2 separate regions of the Pan troglodytes genome follow, and region 1 is linked to region 2. Evidence: chromatin contacts called from public HiChIP or PLAC-seq data. All regions are on one chromosome and are shown on one strand. The core of a region is the stretch at or near the end of the contact, and the rest is flanking DNA. Distances in the headings are between cores, read along the strand shown.

Region 1 (6,945 bases), core at 3,261-5,760, 160 kb before region 2:
CCAGGGCACTTTTGATGCTGTTACTGAGACATATTTATTGTCCTGCTTAAGATACAAGTTTCCTTGTTTACTTTCCTCAAAAATATAGTGTACACTCATAACTCTGGACACACTCTTCCTGTATTTTAATTAAATCCAAGTATCCTTTTTTTTTTTCTTGCTCTGTCTCCAGGCTGCAGTACAGTGGCATCATCTCAGCTCACTGCAACCTCCGCCTCCCAGGTTCAAGCGATTCTCCTGCCTCCATCTCCCAAGGAGCTGGGACTACAGGTGCGCACCACCACGCCCAGCTGATTTTTGTATTTTTAGTAGAGACGGGGTTTCACCATGTTGGCCAGGATGGTCTCGATGTCTTGACCTCATGATCCGCCCACCTCGGCCTCCCAAAGTGCTGGGATTACAGGCGTGAGCCACCGTGCCCAGCCTAAATCCAAGTATTCTTTTCATTGAGTTTGTCTTCCAGGTTATCTAAATAGAGATCCAATAAAGAAAAACAATCATATTACAAAAGGTTTTTCTTTACTTTTTAGTAACTATCCTAAAATTTTTCTTAATGTTTTATCAAGGTAATTCCTGTGACTTACTGTGTTTTGATCACTTTAAAAAAAAAAGCTTTAAAAAGGTGAAGATTTTTTACATCTACATAACTTTCTTTCTTTCTCTCTCTCTGTTTCTTTCTTTCTTTTTTTTTTTTTTTTTTTGAGATAGGGTCTTGCTCTGTCTTCCAGGTTGGAGTGCAGTGGCACAATCACAGCTCACTGCAGCCTCAACCTGTCGGGCTCAAGAAATCCTCCCACCTGAACCTACGGAGTAGCTGGGACCAAAGGCACACACCAGTACACTGCCTATTTTATTTATTTATTTTTTGTTTATTTATTCATTTATTTTTTAAATTTTTGGTTGAGACGGACTCATTAGGTTTCCCAGGCTGGTCTCGAACTTCTGGGCTCAAGTGATCCTCCCGCCTTGGCCTTCCAGTGTTGGGATTACAGGGATGAGCCACCACATCCAGCCTTTTATCTTTTTTTTTTTTTTTCTGAGATAGAGTCTCGATCTTGTCGCCCAGGCTGTAGTGCAATGGCGCGATCTTGGCTCATTGAAACCTCCGCCTCCCGGGTTCAAGCGATTCTCCTGCCTCAGCCTCCTAAGTAGCTGGGATTACAGGTGCCTGCCACCATGCCCAGCTAATTTTTTTGTATTTTTAGTAGAGATGGGGTTTCATCATGTTGGGCAGGCTGGTCTCAAACTCCTGACCTTAGGTGATCCATCCATTTCGGCCTCCCAAAGTGCTGGGATTACAGGCATGAGCCAACATGCCCGGCCCTTTTATCTTCTTTAGAGTTCTCTTTTCTTCTTACTAGCACACAGGTTGGCAAACCATGACCCACAGGCCAAATGCAGCCCACTGTTTGTTTTTGTAAATAAAGTTTCATTGGAACACAGTAACATCTGAACAGTAAACACAGTAACATTTGAACACATTTGTTCAAATATTATCTATGGCTGCTTTCACATTTACAACAGCAGAGTCGAGTAGCTGCAACAGAGACCAAATCCTCCTCAGAGCGTAAAACATTTATTTTTCTTTTCAGGAGAAGTATAACAGCTCCTATACTATCCAGTCCCTCATTATTCCAATCCCATTATAGTTAATAATTTTTTTATGTTAAACTTTCCCTGTTCAAATTGTTGTGTAGTTTCTCACTTCTGATTGAACCCTGTCTGATACATCTCCAACCTCTCTGGCCGTTTCTCAGTCAATTTTTGGGCTCCCCTCCCTCTACCCATTTCACAATGTTAGGGTTCCTCAAGGCTTCCCTCTGCTTTTAGATAGGTTTTTGCTCTGCCACCCAGGGTGGAGTGCAGTGGCACAATTCTAGCTCACTGCAGCCTCCAACTCCTGACTCAAACAATCCTCCCACCTCAGCCTCCCAAAGAGCTGGGACTACAGATGTGTACCACCATGCCTAGCTAATTTTTTAGTAGAGATAATCAGTTGTTTTTAATCTAGATTCCATTATGGCTCCAATGTGTCTATAAACCACCTGAAATTATATGCAAATTTTATATGGATATGCAAATACACACAAGTATGGGGAGAAATTTCCAGCTTCATCTTTTGGCAATATAGCTCAATAGTTAAGGGCACAATAGACCCTGCATACAACTTGGTGGACAAAAGTGACTGCATCTGGGATGCTAATCTGCAATGCTGACTTCAATGTTAACTGCAATGTTGATTAGCCCCAGTCCTGTGAATATCTCCTGATTCCTACTTTATTTACTGTCCCTAGTGTAAGAACATGTCAACCTTGATGTTATTGCACAAATTATTATCTATTACACATGTAGCATTCTTGCCTGTTCTGGAGGGCTACCTTTAATTGTCTTGCACAGAGCAGTTTGACTCTTTCCCTACAGTATATAAACTCTGAGTGTGGAGCTTACATGTACAGAAATCTGCCACCCAAGCCCACATTTCTGTCTGTAAATTCCCACAGTAAAACACCCTTACCAAGAAACTGGATTTGTCTGCCTCAACCTTTGGTGTCTTGGCTCCTCTGGCATTTGGGGGCCACTTTGCATATAGGGCCCTCTCATGGAACACCACCTGCTTCAGTTTGAATCCCATCTCTGCCTCTTTGACCTAGGCTAGCTTACACGGTGCCTCAGTTTTCTTGTCTGTAAAATAGGGAAAATTATAGTACCTACCTCTTAGAGTTGTTATGGAAATTAAGAGTTAAAATATATATATATATATAAAGCATTGGGACAGGGCCTGGCCATAATTAAGCAGTATTTAAGCACTGGCTATTATTGCCATTTCTGGCACTATCCCTTCTCCCCAGACGGTTTTCTGTTGCTCTAGTGCACCCTGCTTTCTCTGACTGTGAACCCTCAGGTGGGGTCTTTCCTCTGCTCAGCACACTCTTGTCTATGTTGCTTGCCTACTAATTTCCCTCTGGCCTCCGCTCAAATGTTATTTCCTCAAATAAGCCTCTCCTGATCTAGAACTCCTCTCCCTTGTAAAAGCTCCCAGAGCTTTCTCTAATCCTTCTCATAACCTTCACCATGATTTATTTACAGTGATTACTTATTTAAGGTCTTCTCTGACAGTCCATGAACTCCGGGCGAGCAGAGATTATGTGTTCCTGGCTTCCTGCTGGACATCAGCACAGTGCCTAGTACACTATAGGAATGCCATAAATATTTGTCAAATGCGTGAATGACTGAATAAGGAACAAAACAAATGAAAGGCTTTTACAAAGTTATAAAACCCAATACAAATATTAGGTAACACAATAATGAGAATGTGACAAAATGTGATGATTGCTAGGTAATCTAATGTTAAATTGGTAGGAATTAGTATTGTGTGAAGGAAACCCTCTCCTCTCCAATTTGCTATAAAATATATTAGTTCATTGGAACCCGTGTCTTTTAACCAAATGGAAATTATGCAAAAGGACCAGAAAATATTACTGGGTACAATTAAGGAATCACAGACAGATATTGATTGGTTAAAACACCCTCCACTTTCACCCCCAGGAAATAGGCCTCAGATGAAAGAAACTATTGAACAGGGAACCTATTTATTCACAGAGAACATATTCATGGCCTTAATTCAAGACAGGATTAAATACTTTCACGAGTTGGCAAAACCAACTGTGCCAATCTGAGATATTCATTGCTACCCTGGGAGTTAATGTATGTGACCCAAGCCATCAGGAAGACGATATTCTATTATCAATGAACACTCAAACACTAGAAAAATCATGATAGTTGCCACCATAATTCAAGATAGACACAATAAAGTGATTCTCCTGGGAATGTCTTCAAGGACTTATTGCTTCCTCTCCACTGGAAAAAGGAATCCTCGAGGAGGAAGGGTTTACATTCCCCCACCTTCCCAACTGTCAGACTCCGGACCGCTCCTCTCCTGTCTAATCCGCCTTTCATTTCCCAGACGCCAACATCTGATCTCCAGGAGAAACAGTGCGGTAACTGCCTAACCAGGATTGGGGAAAACTGAACCAGGGACTGGACTTGGGTCTGGGGAGATAGAGGACTGCAGAGATTTCACAAACACCGCGGTGCCTAGTACACTATAGGAATAAGTGTACTATTCCTATAGTGTACACTTTTTTTTTTTCCAGAAAAATCCCTCTGGGGTATGAGCACTATTTTCAGTTCTGGTTCAACTTTTCATTGAGATTCTATGTGGATAAGAGGATCTTGTAGTGAAAAAAAGATAAAGAGCAGTGTTTTCATCTGAGTGTGAGAAACCATGTGTGCCTAGAGGTGGGAGAACTGAGTGTTCAGAAGGCAGAAAAAATAACTGAGAGCTGGGTGAATGATCCCACAGGCCCTAAGCCCTAGATGGTTGGGGATTAGCGATGTATAATTCAACTTCTGCCAGCGTTGGCGGCAGCGCTCCCACGTAGCCAGCCTGAGGCTGCCAAGCTCTGGACTACATTTCCCAGAAGGTCTGCTCCCCGGGCTGTCGCAATTTGAATTGGGGCGTGTCTAGAAAGAGAAGCCATAGTCGGCGAGCACCGCTGGGGCATCCCGCTCGGGTGCTGCTGCAGCCGGCAGAGATGGTTGAGCTCATGTTCCCGCTGTTGCTCCTCCTTCTGCCCTTCCTTATGTATATGGCTGCGCCCCAAATCAGGTCTGTGCAAATGTATTGCCTTCTCTTGAGAATTCTTGTTGCGGGGCGGGAGGGAAACATAGAATCCCCACCAAAGCTTTCTTGGAAAACTCCCCTGGGGGGGCTCCAAGATGGCGGAGCCCAGAGTTCGGTGGGTTAGAGGCGAGGTCCAGCTGTCCTGGGTGCCAGGAGGAACACCCGAGACCCCAGGCGGTGAGAAAGGGCGGCAGTCCGGGGCACACTGCTTTTCCCTGGCCTGTTTTTCTTTTGTCTAAGCACCCCCTGATTCTGGCTCCAGGGAATCCCGAGGGTAAGGCTACCTCAAACGCTTGAGTTTCGGACCCTTCAATGGGATATGGCCCGACGCTGTTTTCCCCTTAATCCCCACGCCTTAAACCAGCCTTCGAGGTACAAAGGAGCGATTCCACATTTCGCCCTCTGAAACTGATAGCAATCGTAACATCTGCGGCCCCATCCTTGCTCTCTCGTTGCTGTTACAATCGCTTGTTCTGTGGGCGGATGTTGTAAAGGAGAAAAGTGAAAAGGAAGAGTGTTTGGTTATGAGCTCTATCCTGCCTTGCGAGCAGGAGCACGGGGGATCTGAGTTAGGAGCTAGGGTACTGGGGCGGTGAGGGCTGGGAGAATGGTGGGAAGGTATTGACCAGGTGATGATGGATCAATCAGCCCAAGGCTGGCCAAGTGCCCCAGTGAATCAGCAGCGGGCTGTAAAACCGGCAGCCTGCTTATTGGTTCTAAGTAAATCACCAGTGGTGACGGACCAGTGACTGAATAGACAGACACATTCCTTCCCCAGGTGGGCAGTCTTAGTCCCAATAGAACTTGAAGCCAGGCCAGATCACAGTCATTTCTTACCACAGTCACCTACTTTCCTTCTTTTATTTTTATTTTCTCTTCCTTCTCTGGTGCCCCTCTTCCAGTTATATTTTTTCTGCCTTCTGAACACTCAGTTCTCCCACCTCTAGGCACACATGGTTTCTCACACTCAGATGAAAACACTGCTTTTTATCTTTTTTTCACTACAAGATCCTCTTATCCACATAGAATCCCAATGAAAAGTTGAACCAGAACTGAAAATAGTGCTCATATCCCAGAGAGATTTTTCTGGGGAAAAAAAAAAAAAAAATATATATATATATATATATATATTCCAGGAGCTGTATTCCCAACTCAGCAGGGTTATGGGAATCGGGCCAGAGCTGGACTTTTATAGTTGTCTCTTTCATTCCTGCTGGTTAAGGAGAAGAAAGAACTAAGTCCAGGTCCTACTAAGTTGTCACTCCTGGAGCTACAGTAAGGGGATGTGGGAAACAGCCTGGAGGCTTGTTCTCTGAGGAGGGAGGTGATGGTTTGTGGGGACCATGAGTTAATCTGCCTCCCTGTCAGCATTTTCGCACTATGCAGGTAGCTTCAATGGCTAAGAGTATGTACCTTGCAATTCCAAGTTCAATGAAAAAGGCTGAAATGCTCTTTAAGAATGCATCTCCTGGTCAACAGATTGTTTTAACCAGAGTCCCAACATTGCCAAGAAGAGAATAGGCCAGTCTGAGAACCACCAATCTGTGTTTGTGTATTCATTCATTTGGAAAAGGCAATATAGTATAGTACTTAGAAACAAGGACTCTAGGCTGGGCTTGGTGACTCACACCTGTAATCCCAGCACTTTGGGAGGCTGAGGTGGGCGGATCACCTGAGGTCAGGAGTTCGAGACCATCCTGGCCAGCGTGGTGAAACCCTGTCTCTACTAAAAATACAAAAATTAGCTGGGCGTGGTGGCGCATGGGTGAGGGGGTGAGGGATGAGAATCGCTTGAACCTGGGAGATGGGGGTTGCAGTGGAGGTGGAGGTTGCAGTGAGCCGAGATCACATCATTGCACTCCAGCCTGGGCAACAAGAGCGAAACTGTCTCAAAAAAAAAAAAAAAAAAAAAAAAGAAAGAAAGAAACAAGGACTCTAATTACACAAAGCAAGACTTGAATCCCAGCTCCCCTTTGTACATACATAATCTTCTCTTTGTTTTAAGTGTGTATGTGCATGCGTGTGGGTGTGTTTTTTTTTTTTCTTATTTTGTCCCAGAGTCACAAGCTTTCATAATTTTAACTTTTTGTATTGGATTAGCCATTTCTCAAGGCCATAAAATGCCAGTTGTGGACAGATTGACCTACAGAAACTAGTTATTTCTTCATCTGGGCTGAATCTTGTGATTTCCTAAGTCACAAGTGCCTTAGAGAGCTCAAACCAAAGCCAGGTGCCTGGCTAAGCAGGTATTCATCCAGTTC
Region 2 (6,970 bases), core at 482-2,981:
CCTACATCAAAATATATATCTGCCACATTTTCTCTGCATGCTTTGTAACAGCTTTAATTTATCCTATCGTGTGGCTTTTTACATGATCTTATTGAAGGGTTCCTTATTGATGGACATCTAGATTGTTTCCAACCTTTTGCTAAACAATGCTGCAATGAATATTCAATGATGTACACCATTTCATATACATCAGAGTATATCTGAAGGATAAAGTCCCAGAAAATGGAATTTAGGGGTAAATGATGTACACTTTAAATTGCCAGACATTTCTTTGGATTTTTTTTTCTATCAGGAATGGGAGGAACATGCTCTCCCCTACAGCTGGTGACTTCTGAAGAGGGCAGAAGAGGCTCCACATTTTTTCAGCTTAGTTGTTAGTTTCAATGAGTTTGGGGCCACAGGCTGCACCCCACAATTGCCCAACTCTGAGCAGGCCCCCTCAGCAGTCTATGGGAAGGTGGTAGAAGTGGACTGAACCATACGTTAGGAATTTAGGAGGCTTGGGTTTCAGTTATGGCTCTTCCACTTTTTAGCTATGTGACCATGGGCATATCACAACAATTTTTTTTTTAACAGACAGGATCATCAGCCTCCCAAGTAGCTGGGACTACAGGCCCACACCACCATACCCAGCTAATTTTTAAATTTTTATTTATTTGTAGACACAGGGTCTCCGTATGTTGCCCAGGCTGGTCTTGAACTCCTGGCATCAAGCTCTCCTCCTGCCTTGGCTTCCCAAAGTGCTGGGATTACAGGCATAAGCCACTGCAACTGGCCTAAATCACAACTTTTCAGAGTCCCAGTTTCCTCCTTTGGAAAAATGGGGCCAATAATATGCAGAAACACTAATACCGATGTTCTATAAAGCGTTCAGTGATGGTACTAGCCCTATACACAGTGTCTGTCACATAGAAGACAGTCCAAAAAGTTTGATGAAGGAAGTGATAATTCTCCCACTGAATTTTTTAAATGGTCTTTCAAGTGTTTTACCTGAACCAAGGCTCTGTCTTGGAAGAGTTTTATGAGGTGGATTCATAGTAAAAAGCTATGGAGGAGATATCCTGGCAAGCAGAAATCCCACAAGGAGAGGAGTTTCCTTCCAGATGAGGCTCTTCACCGCCTCTGCCACCCCCACTAAGGCCCCTGGTTCCTGGCGACCGAGTCCTCGCTAAGACTCCTAGGACACAATGCTCTGTGTCATTCGGCGCCCAACCTGTTTTCTTTTCTGCTTGAATGACCTGCTCCTAGGAGTCGAGCCTGAGCCATAGGGTCCCTAAGAGAACACTCAGAAATCACAGAAGAAATAACCTAAGGTGAGATGGGGAGGGGTGCGGGAAGGGGTGAAAGGGAGCGAGCACCGATAGCAAGGTGGCAGCCTGCACGTCCGCTCCGAGGGCCCTTCCCAGGAGCGGCTGGATCTGACCGATCCCCAAGTCCAGGTACTCCCGGGGGAGGCTCCTCCTGGCCTCGAGGCGCGAGTCCCCTGGGGCGCCCGGCTTCCCAAGCCGGACCCGCGCTCCAGCGCTCCCCACCGCTGGGAGCTCGCTTCCAGGTAGGGAGGCACCTGCTCGGGATCGTCCTCCGGGCCCGAGGGGCCGTCCCCCGCGCGCAGCCTGACGCCCTCCCCCGCGGCGCAGCCCCAGCTCACCACAGCGGCGGGAGCGCCGGTCGCTCACCTCCAGCGAGCTCGCGGCCGTCCCCGCCGCGCACTGGGCACACGGGCGCCCTCGGGCCGCCGCCGCCGCCGACCTTGCGTCGCTCTCGCCGGAGTCCCGGGCTGCCGCCGGTTCTCCGCTCCCCGGCAGCAGGGGTCGCGGGCTGCGGGGCGGGGCGAGGCTGGAGCGGGAGGGGTGCCCGCGGGCTCGCTGCACAAAGCCCGGCCGAGCCTTGCTGCGCCCCATTCAACGCTCCGCCGGGCGCCCTCCTCCCCTCGGCTCCCCGCCCGCTCCTTAAAGGCAGAGCGCTGGGCTCAGCTCTCCAGGCAGCTCGCGGAGAGGCACAGGAAATGACCTCAGCAGGCTCCAGCCTCCCACTTCTCCGCACCGCTGGGCTCGTCCCTGGGGCGGCAGGGAGGGCGGCGGGGTGTCCCGGGCGCCGGCCCGGAGCTCTCTGAGGAGGCCGCACCAGCTGCCGCAAGGGGCGGCCAGAGCGCCCCGGGGATCTGCTTGGCCCCAAATAGCGGGGGACCCTCGCGGGCTGCGGGACAAGACCAGACCGTCTCCGCCAAAGGTTCCAGCGTTCTCCTGGCCACCTGTGGGAACTGTAACGTCTGGATATTTGGAACAGAAGTCCATATTTCAGTCTGGCAGACCAAATGTTCTGAGTTGCAATTTGCAGGAGAAAGAAAAAGAAAAAATAAGTTACGACAGCCCAGAGAGTAACTTACTTGCTTATTTTCTGGTCTCGCTATGTTGCCCAGGCTGGACTCGAACTCCGGAGCTCAAGTGATCTTCCCGCCTGGGCCTCCAGGCCAGCTTATGTATATGTTATTTTAAAGGAGGGCCCAGGAGGACCCTGGCTGCCAGGCAGTTTGCAGGGCAGTCATGAGCGTGCCCCTGTGCTCCTCGTTCTCAGACATTTGCAGATCTCAGATCGCCCAAAGCAATCTCATACCCAGAGGGGTTGGAAAACTCAACATTTGGCTAGGTGAGCCTGGAGTAAAGAAGATGCAAATAGAGACGATTGCAGGGAGGGATCCACACTTCAAAACAGAGCCTTCTTCCTCAACCCTGCAGGCTCTCTGTCAGTGAAGGACTGAACAGAAGCAAAATACCGTCAGCGCCTGTTTCTCCAAATGGTCCTTGGAAGACTCATCCCAGGCACCATGAAGAACACCCCCACCCTGGGTTTGAATCTGAATCTCTTAACTAAAGTTCCCCAGGCAATTCTCACGTAGAAGCTTTGAGAGCCCAGACACTAAGGAAAGCTGGTAGTGCAGGAGGCCAAACGTGAGAGTTTAACTGGGCCAGTGGGACTTCAATGGCTGAACTTGCAAACGGCTTTATAGCGTGGGGATTGGGATAGATTAGCCCCATTTTGTGGGACAATGCTCAGGCTATCCACTTCAACATTCCAGAAGTTCCGTAAGGAAGCCCAAAAACACATTCTCTGGATTTTGCTAAGAAGACATTAATTCATTCATTCACTTTTTTTTTTTTTTTTGGTCATAGGTTCTTCTTGTTCTGTTCTCCAGGCTGGATTGCAGTGGCACAATCATAGCTCACTGTAACTTGAACTCCTGGGCTCAAGCAATCCTCCCATCTCAGCCTCATGAACAGCTGGGACTATAGGCACATGCCACTATACCCAGCAAAAAAAAAAAAAAAAAAAAATTTTTTTTTTTTTTTAGTAGAGGTGGGGTCTCATTTATGAGACCAGCTCAGGCTGGTCTCGAACTCCTGGACTCAAGAAATCCTCCTGCCTCGGCCTCCCAAAGTGCTGGGATTACAGGGATGAGCCACCGCACCTCGGCCCAGAACTCATTTAATATAACTTTGTTATATAGTGAAAAGAGTCGCACCATGGAGAGTGGAATGGGAGAAGCATGCTCTCCCCTATAGCTGGTTACTTCTGAAGAGGGCAGAAGAGGCTCAGTTGTTAGTTTCAATGAGTTTGGGGCCATACAGTGCATCTCACCATTGCCCAACTCTGAGCAGGACCCCTTGGCAGTCTGTGGGAGGGTGGTAGAGGTGGACTGAACCCTACATTAGGAATTTAGGAGGCTTGAGTTTCAGTTATGTCTCTTCCACTTTTTAGCTATGTGACTTGGGCAAGTTACAACTTTTGTTGTTGTTGTTATTTTCTTTTAAGAGATAAGATCTTGCTCTGTTGCCTAAGCTAGAATGCAGTGGCAATCATAGCTCATTGCAGCCCAGAACTCCTAGGCTCAAGCAGTCCTTCTGCCTCAGCCTCCCAGGTAGCTGGGACTATAATACCCACCATCACCCCTAGAGCCCCATTCTTTGGATATTAGCTTATTATTACAAGTGACCTGACAAAGGAGAATGGAGGATGGAACAGAGAGATGAGAAGAAAAGCCATCATGTGCCTGAGTTGAAGGATATGCTAGGGCATTCTTGTGAAAGAAGATGAGGCCGGGATGGGGACTTGTCAACTGGTCTGAGCCAATTTAGTCCTTCGATGATTGTATTAGCTGCCATGGGACATGAGAGGTGAGAGGAGGCCATTCGTCTTCTTTTCTGTAATCTCCTGCAGGTGGGATATTAAAAATAGTTAAGGCCAAATTCTGCCAAATATACATGTATTGGCAAGCTGGCACAAAACAGTCACACAGCCTGCTTCAAGAAAGTCGGGCAGTTGGCCTGCTCTGGCTCTCACACTCCATTCATGCAAGGGCAAATAATCTTCCTGGCCAACTCCATGTTTAGAAAACTGCTTATTTCACCAATAAAAGATTATTTCTAGCATCCCTCAAGCACGTTAAGCCCTTGGGTGTATATTTTGATGTTGTTTGAAGTGCTTATGTAACCATTTTCTGGAGTGCGGATTCCTGATTAGGGCACTTCAGATGCTAACTAACCACTCTAGGAGTTACAGGAGAGTCACTTTATATACACACACCACATGGTTTAGGCTGGAATGTTTAAAAAATAAATTCCTACAGAGTCAATATTACAGCATCTTAGTCTGGGCCTTGTTCCTTGGACAGCACTATGGGAGGGAAAGGGGAACTTGGAACTGGCCAGAGCTCAGTTCAAGCTTTATCACTTAAGTGGTGGTGGGACCTTGGGGCAGTTGCTTAAGGTTTCTGAATTAATTCCATGTTTGTAAAATAATGATGATAATAATTCTGGCCTCTTAGGGTTGTTGAAATGATTAAATGAGATAGTATGTTGTCTGGCATGCAGCAAGTGATCTATAAATGGAAGCTTTTGTTATTTATTCTTTGAACAAATATTGGCTGGAGTTTACGAGAGATCTTGTAAATCTCTGTTTACAAGATTGCAATGGATAAGCAGATGGCTTGAGAGACAGGAATAACTCTAGGAGAGCTGGTGAAATGGTTGACAATTCATCTTCCCTTTTACGAGCCTTCTAGAAACCCTGCTTCCCATCCCTACCTGCTTTCTCTGAGCTCCAAAGAGACCCTCTCCTATATCACCAAAAAAGCCTCAAATCAAGGGATCCCCTCCTCCTGCCTCAGGACCTGGTTCTCAGTTGCTGTTGGAAGGGGAAGAGAGGGGAGAAGAAGGAGAAGGGAGTCTCAGACTCCCAGGAAACTTGAGGCCAGTCCTAGTCCAGGCTTCTGCTCTCTGCCTTGGGTCACAAAGAAGTCAGGAGGTTACTTCTACTGCTGAATCTTTGGGAGCAATTTGGCTCTTCGGTGATTGTCAGGATTAGCCACCATGGGACATGAGAGGTGAGGTAACCATGGGTTAGAGCAGAGTGTCAAGAGTCACCATCTAAGTGGGGCTAGGAAGGCAGTGATTGAACATGCAGAGAAGGGCCAGTTAGGAAGGAAAGGAAATGGCCCAGTGGCTAAATCCTCAGTGTGTGTGTGAGTGTGTATGTGTGTGCATGTGAGATGGGTATGGAAAGATGGGAGGAAGTGTCCTAACTTTAAGTATGGACTCTTCTTTCGTTTATTCATTCAGTTACTCACTAACAAATATCTATTGAATACTTGCTATTTTCCAGCCACTGTGCTAGGAAGGAAAGTGTGGCAAGTGTGACCTATCAACTCTGGGCACAGGCTTTAGAACTAGACATGCCTGTCCTTGAATCCTGGCTCTTCCGCCCAGGGGACACAGGGTGGAAGTAATGCAGTTACCACATACATTCACTGCAAATAATCTGTTCAGTATAGCTGTGGGTATGGGAGCCAGAGAGAGCCAGGCAGTGGATGGGGAGGGGAGGGAAGGCGTTCCTCGTTTGTAAATCAGGAATCAGAATTCCTTCCTTAGAGAGTTATTATAAAGATGGAGATAAAGGGCCTGCCTCAGTGCCTGGCATATTATTGGAATCTAGTAAATATTATGAAATGAGGAGAGAACTTGAAGGTGTAGAGGTGTAAAGGACTAGCAAGGTGCCCAAAGACTAGGGAGCTGGAAAGTACCCAGGAGGAGCAGCATGGAAGGAGGGCCTGGTGGAGAAGGATTCCAATGAGGAGGTGGGCAGTGATTCCAAATCTAACCTCATGTCGTAAAATGCTGATTTGAAAATATAGATTCCAGGCTACCTCTAGCTGTTCAGATCAGTGGGCCCAGGAGTCTGCATTGTCACGCACCTGTCTGGGGTCTGTCTGTATTGACTGGTATGCCCTTGAGTGATTTTTCTCAGAGAGCAACTGCCAGGGCGGAACTGATGTAATTACAACACATATCAATGCAAAATGCTCTGTCCGCTGCAGCTGCGGGTTATACGGGCAAGAGAGAGCCAGGTGAATGGGGGCTTAATGGGATAGGGACAGGAGAGGGAGGGAGAAAGAGCACCTGAGTTGGGAGCTGGTGGAGCTCAGGGAATGAGGATCAGGTAAATCCAGCCATCTGACCGCAATTCTAGATCATTTTAGAGTTTGCAACATCCTAGTTTTAAAGCAGCTGTCTTATTTCTCCAACAGCTTTCATCAAAGATGAGAACAATGGCTGCTCACATCAACTGGGGGAGGGAGGAACTGGGCAGGGACCAGCTTTAAGTAGGTGGCAGGTTCTCCAACAGCCCAGGGAGCCTGTGTAGGGAGAGACTAGGGCTCTAAGAAACCAAGGAAACCCAGGCCTGTCAGAGAGCTGCCAGTGACCCTTTACTTTTCTGGGACACATGTGTGGCCACTGTAGACAATGGGTTTTCAAGCTGACAGTGGGGTTCAACTTCCAGAGTTCAAATTCCAGCTTTGGCACCTAGCTCAGTTCTTGGCACTCAGTAAGTACTCAGTAGATGCTGGTTGTTATTATTATCTCCTCAGCAGAAGACAGACCCAAGCCAAGAGAAAGGAAAGTCTCCCAGCCCTACC

Evidence for each region. HiChIP or PLAC-seq counts read pairs in DNA pulled down with a chosen protein or histone mark.
Region 1: a contact with region 2 is called in an H3K4me3 HiChIP or PLAC-seq map of stem cell-derived excitatory neurons, with 2.6 times the contacts expected there. The contact joins the promoter of RDH11 here to the promoter of PLEKHH1 in region 2. A contact is called at or near these places in 1 of 7 Hi-C or Micro-C datasets (blood) and 1 of 1 datasets of contacts at active chromatin or transcription factors (stem cell-derived excitatory neurons).

What each region holds. Positions count from the first base shown.
Region 1 is chr15:65,673,464-65,680,408 of NHGRI_mPanTro3-v2.0_pri, reverse strand. RDH11 (retinol dehydrogenase 11) reads left to right here and starts at 4,510. Exons shown (of 6, transcript XM_016926963.4): 1 at 4,510-4,669. The coding sequence starts at 4,596.
Region 2 is chr15:65,506,053-65,513,022 of NHGRI_mPanTro3-v2.0_pri, reverse strand. It overlaps PLEKHH1 (pleckstrin homology, MyTH4 and FERM domain containing H1), which reads right to left and starts at 1,731. Exons shown (of 30, transcript XR_008539026.2): 1 at 1,649-1,731.